Linked DNA regions of Sus scrofa: region 2 is linked to region 1. A link is a contact called in public HiChIP or PLAC-seq data. All regions are on one chromosome and are shown on one strand. The core of a region is the stretch at or near the end of the contact, and the rest is flanking DNA. Distances in the headings are between cores, read along the strand shown. Region 1 overlaps COL8A1 (collagen alpha-1(VIII) chain). Region 2 holds the start of COL8A1 (collagen alpha-1(VIII) chain).

The links. HiChIP or PLAC-seq counts read pairs in DNA pulled down with a chosen protein or histone mark.
Region 2: a contact with region 1 is called in an H3K27ac HiChIP or PLAC-seq map of skeletal muscle. The contact joins the promoter of COL8A1 here to the enhancer-like site in region 1. A contact is called at or near these places in 1 of 5 promoter capture datasets (liver), 18 of 47 Hi-C or Micro-C datasets (brain, embryonic fibroblasts, fetal heart ventricle and 8 more) and 1 of 2 datasets of contacts at active chromatin or transcription factors (skeletal muscle).

The regions. Positions count from the first base shown.
Region 1 is chr13:159,266,947-159,274,214 of Sscrofa11.1, reverse strand. All of the region lies in intron 2 of COL8A1 (collagen alpha-1(VIII) chain), which reads left to right. Among named protein-coding and RNA genes, the nearest start is that of CMSS1, 78 kb to the right of the region's middle. Within about 2 kb of position 4,589, at least 9 of the 83 cell types and tissues checked have an H3K27ac peak or open chromatin away from gene starts, as enhancers often do. A contact at or near this core is called in skeletal muscle, where this site is marked.
Region 2 is chr13:159,370,997-159,378,264 of Sscrofa11.1, reverse strand. It overlaps COL8A1 (collagen alpha-1(VIII) chain), which reads left to right and starts at 3,547. Exons shown (of 4, transcript XM_001926443.6): 1 at 3,547-3,831.

The DNA of each region.
Region 1 (7,268 bases), core at 3,340-5,839:
TAGGTGCAGGTTCAATCCCAGACCCAGCGCAGTCTGGCATTGCCATAGGAGTGGCACCGGCCGTGCCTGCGGCTTGGATTTGATCCCTTGCCTGGGAACTTCCATATGCCACAGGGCAGCCAAAAAACAAAATCCAAACTGCTCATTCATTAAAAGGGCTCATTTTATATTTGCTGGATGCTTGAAAAGCTTAGAGTGAAAGTGCCATGGAAAGAACTATAAATTATATTTATGATTCTATAGCACACCTTATTTTAAATATGTTCCCATTAAACATAATGAATGAATGAGACACTGGACTATTAGGTGATATGGGCAATGTAAAATAACATATATAAGTTTATCATGAAATATATTTTATTCCCTCTAACAACTCTTTAAGATATTGTATGTATAATCCCTATAGGGGTATCTTATTTCTGGTTTTTTGTTTGTTTGTTTGTTTGTTTTGTCTTTTTGCCTTTTCTAGGGCGACTCCTGTGGCATATGGAGGTTCCCAGGCTAGGAGTTTAATTGGAGCTGGAGCCACCTGCCTACGCCAGAGCCACAGCAACGCAGGATCCCAGCCACGTCAGCAACCTACACCACAGCTCATGGCAAAATCGGATCTTTAACCCACTGACCAAGGCCAGGGATCGAACCCACAACCTCATGGTTCCTAGTCGGATTCGTTAACCACTGCGCCACCACAGGAACTCCATCTTATTTCTGTTTTGAAAAATTGAAATATAAGTCCTCAGGAAAAATGGGTTATTATTTAGGAGAAAAATATATGTGGTTAAAAATAAAAGACAGCCCAAATTCCTGAAAACTAACATTTATTTGGTATTTATTATGTGGTCTCAAACACTAAACTAAGTTAGATCAAGATGATCTCAGTTAGGAATTTGAACATGAGCAACAGAGAGCAGAACCAAAAAGTTCTGATTTGAAGTCACAATGCAAGCTATCCAGATAGTATTGGAATATAGGGAATATTGAGCAATAAGGTCAAAGGTCTGCCTTCTAAATACAGAAGCTGGTAGACTTGTGAACTTGTTTTTGAAAAATACATACTTATAAACAAGATTGTATCAAGGAGGAGTTATTCTTCACTTTCTAAAGCCTTCTTTATGCTACAATAGAAATCTTTACAGCAGTGTTCCCCAATATGTTAAAACTTACCAATTGTTTATAAAGCAAACTTCTCACGCAAAACAAAACAAACAAACCAAAAAAATAGTATGTAACATGAGTTTCAGAGATTTGTTTTCCTCCATACATTATATCCACATGGAGGAAAGTAAGCTGAAATTACCTTAAATATTTTCTGGAAAAACAAGTGATGAAAACAGGTAAATAAGGGGGTCTAAGTCAAATTGGTGTTAAAAGCAGTGAAAACTAAAGAGTTTTATAACTTTTTATACAGTTATAATAATGTTACCTTTAAAGGTTGACATTGAAAATTGCATATGTAAGCTAATTTCTTTTAAGATTTCAAAATGTAATATAAAACTTGTTGCCATATCTTAATGTTTGTGCTTACCTGGAAGGAAATGAAAATAAAAATATAAACAATAGGCAACTCTGGTGGCAGAATTTTAGATATTTCTGCCCTTATTTATACTTTTTTGTAATAATGCCAGAATAAATGTATATTGCTTTTATAATAAGTAAATAGAAAAGTTTTGTAATCAATTCCAAAATCAATTGCAAACGATAAAGGCAAGAATTATCTGGGGAGGAATAAAATGTTCTTAATTACAAAATTTTAAAATAATAATATATTTTATAGGTTCTTCTTTCCAGGCATTATTGCCCCTCCTTTGATTCAGGATAAAGTACCCTGTGGGCTATTCAATTTCTCTAGACAATGAAGGGCAATGCTAGATTGGGTTTTCTAGATTTTCTTGAGAAAGCAGTTTACCCTCAGCTGTTAACATGAGTGTTAAGATCAAGATTGTAACATAAGCTCTTATAGCACACATTTGTTATTGTAGCATCAAAAAAGCAGAGCATCACGTAAAGTGCCCCATAAAACAAACTGGCCATCAGTTCTTTCTCATGATGTTTACTTAAAACAGGCCTTAGGCTTAGACCTTGAGATGTATAAAATGCCCTGTGAAAATATAATATATAATCATATCTTTGAGCAGGATAAAATCTTAGTAATCCTAAAAAGTGAAATATAGAGCTGTTTTAGGCATTCTTTTTAAGTATGCATGGAGAAATATTTGGTCTGCTAACTTCTTTTATAACAACACTAAAATTTTACTCCAAAGGAAACTCTGAAATGAGTGCCATTTAATCATTAAATCATAGATCCACAGACCAGGAGAGCTAAAAGGGGCCTTCTAGATCATCTCATCCAGTACCAATATTTTGTACATGAGAAAACTAAGAAACAGAAAATTTTTTTCTCAGAAAAAAGTGAAATCACTGAAAAATAGACCAAAGAAACTAGAAATTTCTGGAAGCTTACCCATGAAGGGCTAGGTATTTGAAATCCTATCAGAACTTTATAGTTTGGTTGTGGGCACCCCTTTGCAAGGAAAAACATATACTAATATCGACTAATATTCGTATAAGAAAAACACATTCACAGTGAGTGAATTCTTATAAAGTGAAAGCCAAAGGCACAGTAAGGCCAATGGTTTCAGACCAGATCACTCACTCATCACTCAGCTTCCTTTCTTCAGTGAGTCAAATAATTGAAAGGAACTTTCTTTGCCATTTTTCAGACACAAATCGCCTGTTATTATGAGAAACTGGTTCCACAGTTGCTGATACATCAAAGAATAATGGGACATTCATTCCTAGAGTTAAAAAAGAAAGGATATCAAAATCTTCTTGATTTTATGCTTTTCTGAAAAAATGCTTATGATAAAATTATATGTATTAAAAAACATATTCCTCATCCCCCCAAAATACATACTACACATCACAGAGATCGTCTGGAGTAAATATTAAGTTTCTTTTTCTAAGCTTAAGGCCTGTCTAAGAAATTAACACAGTAACATTTGATTTTAAGGAAAATAGAACAGTGCATGCATTTCTCTTGTCATCTATAAAATAGGAATGAGAGTAGTCGCTCACGAAACTGTTTAAGATTTAAATCAACTAATAATAGGTGTAAAATGCTTAGTATAGTTCCTGGTACATAGTTAACATTCAATAAGTGTCAGATAATTCTTGTAGAGGTAATATTATTATCTAAAATATGATAACACCTCCACACTCTCCCTTCTCCTCAATCAAATCGAAGGCTTAAGATTCCCCTCACTGTTTCATGGGCCCCCACCCTTGTACATGCTGATCCCTCTTTCCAAATGTTCTTTCCCTACTTCTCCTGGTGAACTCATATCCATCAGCCACCTCAGCCCTGTGCCTGACTTACTTGCACTCACCCATTTCCCAGGTTAACATGCCTCTTCTAGCAAATGAGACATGAGTTTTCCACTTGATTCTTCCCTCACTTCCAACACACACACACACACACACACAAACACACACACACACATACACACTGAACATAAAAATGCATCACACTCTATGCATCACACACACATTTTTGTATCCCTATAGAAATGTCTATTGAAATAAATGAGCCAACACCTGTATAAATAAGTGATTTTTTTCTTCTTTGTAAGTAGTTATGAGGTTAGAATGTTATCTAGTGGCCTCAGTTTTAAAGAGGAAGAGGGTGAACAGTGTAGTGGGAAAAGCTGGGGGATACAACTTGGCAGCCTTGGAACCTGGGTTCTACCACAAGACTCACCCTGTGGTCTTCAGTGAGTCATTCAATTCTCTGGACTCACTCGCCTTCTTAGCAAAATGAGTGAATTAGGCAAAATATTCTCTGAACACCCACCCAATGCCAGCATTTATATGATGCTAAACATTGGTCCATCTCAGTGGTTCTCAAACTTTAGCAGGGGTCAGGATCATCAGGTGGGCTTGTGAAAACACCAGTTCCCAGTCAGCAGGTCAGGTCTGAGATGGGCCCAAGAATTTGCTTTTTTAACAAGTTCCTGGTTGATATGAGGCTACTGGGAAGGGGGTGGGGGAGTTACCAAACTTTGAGAATCACTGATTAATCTTCTTAACAGATGATATCCTGCCACTGTCTTGTTGCCATCTGGCAGAGAGCAAATTCACAGTAGGATGGAGGCAGGGAAACCCAGGCCTCAGTGAAGCTACTGTCCACTAAAAAAAATATGCACAACCTAAAAGTTGAGGGTTATGTTTTATTCAGTGAATTAAACTGAGGACTTAGCCAGGTAGGCAGCATCTCAAGTAACCCTGAGAAAACTGCTCGGAGGAGACGAAGGGGGGCCTGGATATATAGGGGTCTTGTAACAAAGAGCAGGCAGTAGGAACAAAAGATTACTGTTAATAACAGAAAACCAGATATCTCAAGTTAAGGAATTTAGCACTTTTCTATGAGAAGATGCAAAGGTCTGGGCTCACTGAAATCATTCCTTTGCTATGTACCTCAACTCTCTGGGCCAATATCCTGTGTTTTCACATCCTTAGTTTCCTCAGGGTGCACCTTAAAGAGTAGCGGCAAGTCTGATGGCTGCTAGAGGGCCAGTATTCTTTGTTTCCTTCCTAAGTTCCCTCAGGAATCACAGGCTAGAGATGGCTACAATCACTCATGACTGTGACATTCATTGTTTACTGACAGGGCAGGCAATTTTTTATTTCTCACTTCCATCAGGAAGATTGGGTGTCTAGGGGTGAGTCCCAAGAGTGGCCACAGAAGGCAGACTGTGCTGACCCAAAATAGTTCTTTTAAAGGCCCACCTTGTGGGAAATGGACTGCCTGAGTTACAGTGCTGCAGAGCCCTGAAAAATTTAAGGGTCGGGCCTTCTGTTAAAGCCTTCTGCTTCTGAAGTCACAGTGGATCACAATTGCCATCTAGTGACCACTTGGAGTTACTGCCTCTAGAGTCTACAAAAAGAAATGATGCTTTCATTTGGAAACTACTTTTTTTTTTACAAAACTGTTCAAGATGAGAACTTCTAAGAACAAGTTTTCATGTACTCTGGGCTTATATATGTGTGTACTTAGGTTCTATGGAAATAAACAGGCATGTATCACGTGCTAGGCACTGTTCTAATACTTAATTTATATTCAGGTATTCACAGCAACCCGATGAGATATATTATTATGCCCACTTTCTAGACAGGAAATGTAACTACAGATGTACAGTGAAACTTGCCTGAGGTTGCCCATCCAGGAGCGTGGTAGAGCTGTCATTGAGCCTAAACAGCTTCTGGAGATATTACTCTAGCCAGCTTCTCTCATGTAAGCAATCTAATAATTGGTACACACGCAGTAGTCCCAGCTTTACCATGTTTTTCTTTTCAACAGTTTTAGTTACTCAGATTTAACCACTATCTGAAAACATTAAAAGGAAAATTCCAGAAATAAACAATTCATAAGTTTTAAATTGTGTGCTGTTCCAAGTAGCATGATAAAGTCTCTTGCCCTCTCACTCCAACCTGCTCAGGACATTAATCATCCCTTTGTCCCATCTGCTAGTCACTTAGGAGCCATCTAGATTATTAGATGGACTGTGGCACTATCTCCGTGCTGTGTCCAAGTAACGCTCACTTTACCAAATAGTGACCTCAAAACCACAGAGTAGTGATGCTAGCCATTCCAATATTTCAAATGGAAACCATAAAGTGCTTCTTTTAAGTGAAAAAGTGAAAGCTCTTGAGTTAATCAGGAAAGAAAAATATCATGTGCTGAGGTTGCTGAGATCTGTGTTTTTACAGCAAATCTTCTATAAATGAAATTGTGAAAGAAAAAGAAACCCATGTTAGTTTGGCTGGCATACCTCAAACAACAAAAATTATGGCTGCAATATGTGATAAGTACTTAATGAAGATGGAAAAGGCATTCACTTTGTACAAAAAGATATTTTGGGAGGAGTTCCTATTGTGGCTCAGTGGTTAATGAATCTGACTAGGAACCAAGAGATTGCAGGTTTGAACCCTGGCTCGCTCAGTGGAATCTGACGTTGCTGTGAGCTGTGGTGTAGGTCGTAGATGTGGCTTGGATCCTGCATTGATTCAGCTCCAATTAGACCCCTAGCCTGGGAACCTCCATATGCTGTGGGTGTGGCCCTAAAAAAGACAAAAAAAAAAAAAAAAGATATTTTGAGAGACCACATTCACATAACTTCCATTACAGTATATTGTTATAATTGTTCTCTTTTATTGTCGTTGATGTTAATCTTTTACCTGTGATAATTTATTAATTAAACCTTATCAAAAGTATGTAAGTATAGGAAAAAATATAGTGTATGTAGGGTTTGGTACATTCACTGAGGTCTTGGAAAGTATCCCCCCCAGGTAAAGAAGAACTACTATCAATAGTTATCAGATATGAGTCTGGAGATTTTTATAAAATATGTACGGAGGCAATGAATTTTTCTATGATTTTTTTCAAATGATATCAGCTCATGGTAATAACTAAAGAAATGTTTCTACCTTCAAAGACATCATCAATGGAAAGAGCACCATCTTGGAGTAAACTTACAACTTACTGTGCAACTTTGGGCAGGTTGCTTATCCTCTCTGGACCTGCCTTTTTTCATCCCTCAAGTCAAAAAAATTAAAATGTAGTTTACATGGCATGAAGTTCTTTAAAGCCAGATTAAATTTTTGAATAACTGCTCAAATTATCTAGTGAATGTGGTCACAGGAGCAAGTAGGGAGATAATGGGCAATAAGCATATTGGTTTTTCTCAAATTGTCCTGCACATGGAAAAGGAGACAGAACAACAGATTTGACCTCCTGGTCTATTATGCAGAAGTGTTCGTGACAGTAACAACACTCACGGCATATGAGCTCTTCCATAAAGAGCCCAACCAGGGAGATCTATGTTTCACTTCTCTTCCTGGATTCTGCACTTGAACTGTGCCCAGACCTCTGCTCCTTTGCATGTTCCTTCCTTCCAAGAGTCCTCACCAAAGGACCTCTGCAGAAAAGTCAGATCTTTGCTGATGGATTGAGGTCCTACCCACCTCCCTTACTCCAGACTTCTTTTATCAGACATTTCCTTCCATTTAAAAACCTGGTTTCTGCTAATCCTTTTAACTCCTGTCTAAGGCTTCTCAGTTGCCAAACCATTTGTAGCCTCAAAAAACCAAACACTACAAGATGGTCATTAAACCCAAATACTAGTGGTTTCTTTGTACATATATATATATATATATATATAACATGATATATATATAACATGATAAAATCTGCTACTATAAAGATTCATGAT
Region 2 (7,268 bases), core at 2,298-4,797, 110 kb before region 1:
AAGCTACCATAAAGACCCTATTCAAAGAAAAGTGAATTCTTAATAATATTACATTTCCATTAGGCCATTCTATTTCTCAAAGGTCTTTAAGGACTTCTCATTGCCTCCAGTACACAGTTCAGACTAGTCCGGTGACATTTAAAGCCTTCTACAGGCTGACCCCATCCCTCCTTTTCTGCTCCTTAGCCTCACTCTTCTGATATACAGACCCTTCACTTCAGTCATGCTGGCCAATTCACCACTCTCCAAATATCCCTGTGCCTTCCCCAGTTGCATACATTTCCTCCATTGTTCTAATATTCATCAGTCATTTATCCAAATGCTACTTTCCACAGTTCAGCTCAAATGCCACCTCCTCCCTGATGCCTCTTTTCTACCCAACAAACAGGATTTTGTGAGGATTTTTTTCCACCATGAGAACAGATCTAAATTCTTGTTTTCCCCTGCTTTGAATACCCCATGCTGTCTGTATCCATTCTTTCAAAATACTTAACCGATTAATTCTAAATAAGAAAAAAAAGTTTCCATTTTCAAAGCTCTTTAATATAAGGTAATCATCTGTAGCTGTTATTATATTCACACAATGGAAACTTCAGAGCATCTAGTATGTTGTCATTGGATTCCTTTCTTTCCACAGAGGACCAAACTAGGTCATTTCAAACCTCAGTCACCTTCAAGAGATTCTAGAAAGGCACTCTAAGAGTCAGCAAAGAGATCACATTCCTGGATTCCTGACTTGTTGTCCAGATCTGCTACTGAATCAGATTCAGGCAAGTGTGAACTGGAGAAATGAACTAATCATTAGCACCATCCAAACAAAATGAAAGGAGCTCTTTTGTTGCAGTGGCTGTATATTCAGGTTTGAAAGGAGGGAGTGATGGAGGAAAAAGGAAAAGAAAATACAGCTGTCAATTGCCTTCCCTCTGAATGTGCTTTTCTTGCCTTTTTGGTTTCTATTTTTCATAGCTATGTGATAGAACTGGCATGTTTGGAGGCATTAAATCAGGATTGAAAAGATGATTTGCTTTAATCTGATGAGGATATCTACCAATATGTTTATCACACAGACACTCTTCCAACTGGGCCCTATTTACCCAGAAAACATTTCTTGGCTAAATTTAAAAGTGTCAGAAGTGATACCTTGCTTGTAAAATCACATTTGTTTTCAGGGGTCAGCCCCAGAATAGTCACGTAGTCTTATTTCTAGGTCCAGTAACTAGAGTTATTCACTTCATAGATTTCATTTAATGAATTTAGCCACATCCTCAAAACAAAAACATACTATTTGCAAAAAGAAAAACTGAGTTATGTGGGGGAAAAGACAGTAAAAGCAAAATGTAAATAAGCAGGAAAGTTAAAGTTCTGAGTTTCTAAATGTCCCTTAATTCTTTCATTAAGTCAATAAACCAATAAATACTGGCCATTCTGTGTGTGTCAGTGCTCAACAATGTCATTTATTCAATTAGATACATATCTATTGAGCATTTATTTTCTGCTTGCTAGTTAACCACTAGATATAACTTCTTCACAACCAAAACATTACTAAATAGAATTTGAAATGGGAGCCTAGAGATGAAAAATTATAAATCTCAGGACAAAAAAATCAATGTCATGAAACATCACAAGTAATATTTGGGTAATTCTTCTAATGTCAAATCTGTGTTTATGACAAAGAGCTTACATTTTTCATCTCATATATCATTAATCTTTCTTCATACACCAGGCACACAGGGTTCTATTTTGTTGACTCCCAGGTGTATCCATTTGAGAATAAGCTCAGTTACAAAGGAAGCAATTAAAACTTTGAAATCTAGAGGCAGACTGGTGGAATCTGAGTATGTAAAAACTATGGCTAGTATAACCTTAACACATATGTCAGCTAGTATAACTATTACTCAAATGCCGTTATTGGGTATTTTCTTAACAGACCTTTTAAGCTGATGGTTCCTAAAGGGAAGAAGGGATTTTTGCCCCCTCCTCCCTACATACACATTTGGCTAAGTGGAGAGACAGTTTCAGCTTTTACAACTTGGGGAGGAGGATTTTACTGGCCAGAGATGCTGTTTACCATCCTACAACACACAGGAAATGTTCCCACGGGAAGAATTATCTGACCCAAGATGTCAATAGTACCCAGTTCAACAAATCCTGCTCTTGGCCATCCTTTTTCCTTCTCTTGAAGTCTGGTAATCCTCCATCCAAAGACATCAATCTAACGTTAGACCAGGCTAAGAGTTCTCTATGGCGGCCTGATGCACAGAGTGTACTCAATTTGTAAGCCCACCAGCTGTGGCTCCCCCTCTTGTTAGCTTGAGCTGGTTGCTTAACCCCTTTGAAATTCCTTTCTTAAAAGAAAAATATATCTGCACAATGTGAATCATACTTAACATTCTAAGGTTATGGTGAATACTGAATCAAGTTTTATATGTGTGTGTGTATATATATGTCATTATATGTACACCTATATATAGCTATATATAGTTATATATCAATACTTTCAATATAAGTTATCTCCCTTATCCTGTTTAGGCCCACCCATCCATCTCCCCTGCCCTCCCGTCCCCCTATCAGTACCCCTCATCCCCAAGGCTCAGGTTCTCCGTTTTAAAATGCTTTAATGCCTTTGGTGGCAAAAATCAAGCTTGAGCTAGGAAGTGAGTCACCACTCAGCAGCTAAAGGAGTTTGTTTTTCTTTCTCTGAATGTATTTCTTAAGAATTTCAGCCTGATCCTTCAGCCTCTTGTTGGTTGAATCCTCTCTTACTGTTTAAGACACACAGAGAAAGCTATGGTACCAAGACAATCACCAATTGCTAGGAATAAGAGTTTTTAAAATACCGAAAATAACCAGAGGGCAGAGAGCCCTGAAATCCTGTTACATAAGCAGATGCTGGAGGACCTGACCGAGGCTGGTTTTGAGGTTCCTGTCTCCATAAGCCAATCTCCACTGATCCTCTCCAACCTTTGCTGGATTTACCTTAATGCTGCAGAAGTCTCAAGAGGGGCCTCTGGATGCTGCTCACTACCAGCAGCACAGAGAGACCTTGCTCTCAAAAAGCACAGCCGGAGTGCTGAGTGAAGGGGCTGGGCTTTACCAGTGGGTAGCTGGAGACAGGGGCGCAGGGGACGCAGGGGGGCTGCTGGGATTGCAGTAGCAGTCCTGGGGTCCACTCCGCCCTGCCTGCTCCATGTCCACGCTGTGCTTGGGATATGCTACTCACTTGGACCGCCAGCTTCGCCGCCTTTGCCTCTTCTGCCCTTCAAGGTTCCTGAGCCGTTATTTAGCTTTTTATATTCACAGAAAACACCTTTTGTTATCAAGGTCACCTTCAATTCCCTCCCCCCATCAAAAATGTCATGCAAAACGGGAAACGTATCCAATTCCCCTTTCCTTCTATATCTTGTTTGTTTCAGTGTCTCTGTCTCATTCATTTTCTCCCCAAACTACTACTTTCTCCTGTTTCTGAGCTACATCCCTTTCTATCTTTATTTCTCTTCTCTTGTCTCTCTTTCTCTCCCTCTCTCTCCCACCCTCCCTCCCTCTCCCGTTTCCACTCCGTCCTCCTCTCCTTTACCCCCTCCCTCCCCGCCTCTCCTCCCTCTTTTGGGCTCTCGGCACTGCCCTCCCAGCCCCTCCCCAAAGAAGAGTGTCCAGCTCCTCCCGGGGCTGCCCGCCCGCAGCCGCTCCTTCTCTGCCCACCTACTATGAGGGGCAGCTCCACCCACCTGCCCATAAAAGCCAAGTGCATGTTACCAGCAGCGGATCAGAGCACTTTCCCGGTCCTCTCCTGTGGGAGCCCTGAGCCTCTCTCCTGGATCTTACGTGCTCAAGGTAAGATAATACTTCTACAGGTATCTGACCTCCTAGGTGTTGTTTCCTGGGGAATAAGTTTCCTCTGGTTGGCAGGCTTATTGTTTGGTTAGAGCTGATTCTTATGGATGCCAAATCAGCTGCTCCTTTAACCAGCAACTGGTTTGAAAACAAACTTCTGTTTGAACGGTAAAATAAAAAGTTCATTTTGGACAGAAACAGCAGCACAAATACTGCAAAAACCTTTTCTCCTTTTAAATCACTTTTCCCTGTTGCTGGCTGTTGCCGAGGTTAAAGTGTATCCATTTGGGGTGTTTTAGTGACATTTTTTTCACTGTAAATATTTCACATATCAGTGGGGGCAAGGAAAACTCTGTCCCATTGTTGAAAATGTATTTTAAAAGAACACAATTAGCTTCCTAAAAATAGCACAGCCAAAGGTCTGCTAACAATTTTGCCATGTTTTCCAAACCCCCAAGACAGCTTCTGTGAGTCCTCTAAAAAATATCTTTCCAGGTTTAAGTGCTTGGAAAAAATGATGTGAACGGGTGCCCTTTGCACAGAGACCATAATCAGGTGGCTGGTAGATAGGAAAGAATAAATCCAAATTTACAAGCTGGGGCACAATGTGCTCTCACAAAGCTAGCTATCTTTTCAAGACGTCCTAAAATGAGAATTGCATTGGAATGAGAAAGTATACAAAAGAACTTCATGAATTTCTATATACACATCTAAACATAAAGCGTTTCAATATGTTTCACAGTCAGAGAAAACTACAGGCCAGATTATCCAATACCTCTGTTTACACTGGAGGGTTGTAAAGAAAGATCAGTTAGAAGGCTTTAGAAGTTTGATCCCTGCCTGTCACCTTCTTTGCCCTCATCTCCTCAAAAGTGACTTGATTGGCACTCGATTCTCACAGTCTTTAAGCTACCCTCTTTAAGCTATTTTTAAAGACTTCAGTCTTTACCTTCTTATTTCTGAGATCTGAGAATGAGTGTTATGCACCTGCGAGAGGAAAAACGTACTCTTCAGTTACTTCTAGAAAGCCAGACACTTGGTCCACAAAGTTTGCCATCAGGATCTGCGGCCTGTGTGGGATGAAACTCTCTCATGTGGGAGAAAAACCCTCTTCAAATATTTCCTCTAGGGAATTGCATAAGACCGCTTAGAGACGGCAAACCAAACCTGGCAGTCAGGAAACCAAACCACTTTTTCAGCCCTCAAGGTTCTTAAAGTAAGAGGAAAAGTTTTTTTTGTTTTGTTTTGTTTTTGGTTTGTTTATATTGTTTCACTTGAAAGGGAAAACTCTCCAAAGCTGTAAAAAAGTCTTCACTATTAAAGAAAGTAGTATCATTAGAAGTTTAATTGATTGTCTTCCAATTCTTTCTTCCTTATTGTTTGTATATCAAAAAAGGATCATAAAGATATTTTAAAATTCTATTTGGCATGGATGAAACACCCCAAATGGATACACTTTCATGCTATATTCAAATGAAAGAGTTATATTCTAAAACTTTCTGTCATGTGAAATTTTGCTTCATTGGAAAAATTATTGCAAGAAGTGTGGTTTCCTTTAAGAAAATGATATAAAATTACTATTTGGCTATGATAGTATGTGACCTGAGCATATTAAAATACCTTTTATCTCAAGCCACAGTGCAGATTGCTTGCTTCATATTCACTGTAAGTGGGTAATCAACCATGACAAGAGCACAGGTATGGGAGCAGGCCAAACCAAGTGTGTGGTATGTTCAAGCTAATTCCTCTTTTATGTTACTGCCGGACTCATGCCCATCATCACAAGGGTGAAATACACTGCTTCATTCACCAGATCCCCTTGAGGAAAGTTATCTTTTCTAGGAGAAAAAAAAAATGTGCTGCCGGTGTAAAAGAGCTCCCTGTTATTCCTAAATTTGGGGATGAAAATTGTTCTCCCAGGGTTTGCTTCTGCTTTTCCTGGCAGTTAATCCACTCTACCAGCTATGAGCCATTTAGCTGCCTTCCCCATGTGCCATCACGTTCAATACCCTGAATAGCTGGGTGAGATCATCCTAGGCTGCTCATGATCTCACTTTCCCAGGGGTCTTTACCAGACACTCAAAGTGATGCTTTCTCCACACTTCCCTCCTTAAGTTTACAGGAAAACCAGCAGTGGGCTTTCATGAACTTCCCCCAAAGTCTTCCTCTTTATACAAGCTGTGGAGACATGAATCTTCCCTATGCCCTCTCTAGAGCTACCCCTGGATTGGGTGCATGGCCAAGCCTATGCGACACCATTACAGCAGGCTTTGAATGATTTCATGAATGTTTCTCATAAAAGAAAAGATGGGTAGCCCCCTATTTTACCAGAGACACAGGGAAGGTACTCTAGTGAAGATTGTGGGGGCTTATTGTACCTAGGGAAGCACACATTTTCCATTTTCTGCTATTCCCCAAATGATAATACAATATTCTTTCTGTAATCAGAAATATATCCCACCTTATTTCCATTCGTAAAATAAAAAGCATGGAGAGAAGGATGGGACTGAGCAGAGAATTGAGAGGGAAGCTAGACAGAATTGCTCCTAGGAAATGCCCCAGAGAGGAGAAAGTTCAGAACCTCTGTTAAAAATCCAGCTTCTTTTTGCTCTTATTTATGGGGACTATGAAAGACACTAAAGGCAAAAATCCATATCTGCTCTTAGTTTTTTTTTCTTAAATTAGTAAGAGTATTTCCACTATTAAGTTAAGATCCATCCCTGCTATGTCCTTCTCTAACAGAAGAGAACATCTCAGTTCTAAAGACCAAAATGATTTCAGGTCAGCCCCACATTAAAACTCATAGGATTTTGCCAGTTATAATAGTGAAAGCTATGTTATGAATATAAAAACCCTCAGAAAATATTTTTAACTATTGGGTGGTTCACACCAACAAATCCACCCTGACTCTCCCAAAGGACCCAGTGTTTGGTAACTATTTGCTAGTTAGAATTTAGAGGCAGCTGTTTAATCCTCTTTATCCATGGCCATCCTTTTTGATAAGGCAACCTGCAGCATGATTGAGATGCAGCCATATTTCCCAACCTCTGGTCCTCTAAGTAACCCTCTGAAGGTCTTTCTTCAAGCTCTGGCTTCCTTCTCTTTCACCAGGTCCCCATAATCATGCATATGCATAATTCAAAAAAAGTATAGCTCTTCAGACCAGAGTACATTCTTCTGAGAGTTTCATTGTTCTAGCTATTGAGTGAAAAGAGAGAGAGGAAAAAAAAAAAAAAAAAAAGAGGAGGTTAAGAAAAATGAATGCCCTTTAGAATACAGAGAATCTTTGACTTTAGCATTGGGTAATCAGGGCTTTTTTACTACTCAAAGCATCTAGAAATTTAAATTTTTAAAAAAATTAGCCTAGCTCACAGGTTGTTATGAAATGCTAAGGATATAATGAGAAAGATCTTCCAATGCCTGGCAGTCATTAACAT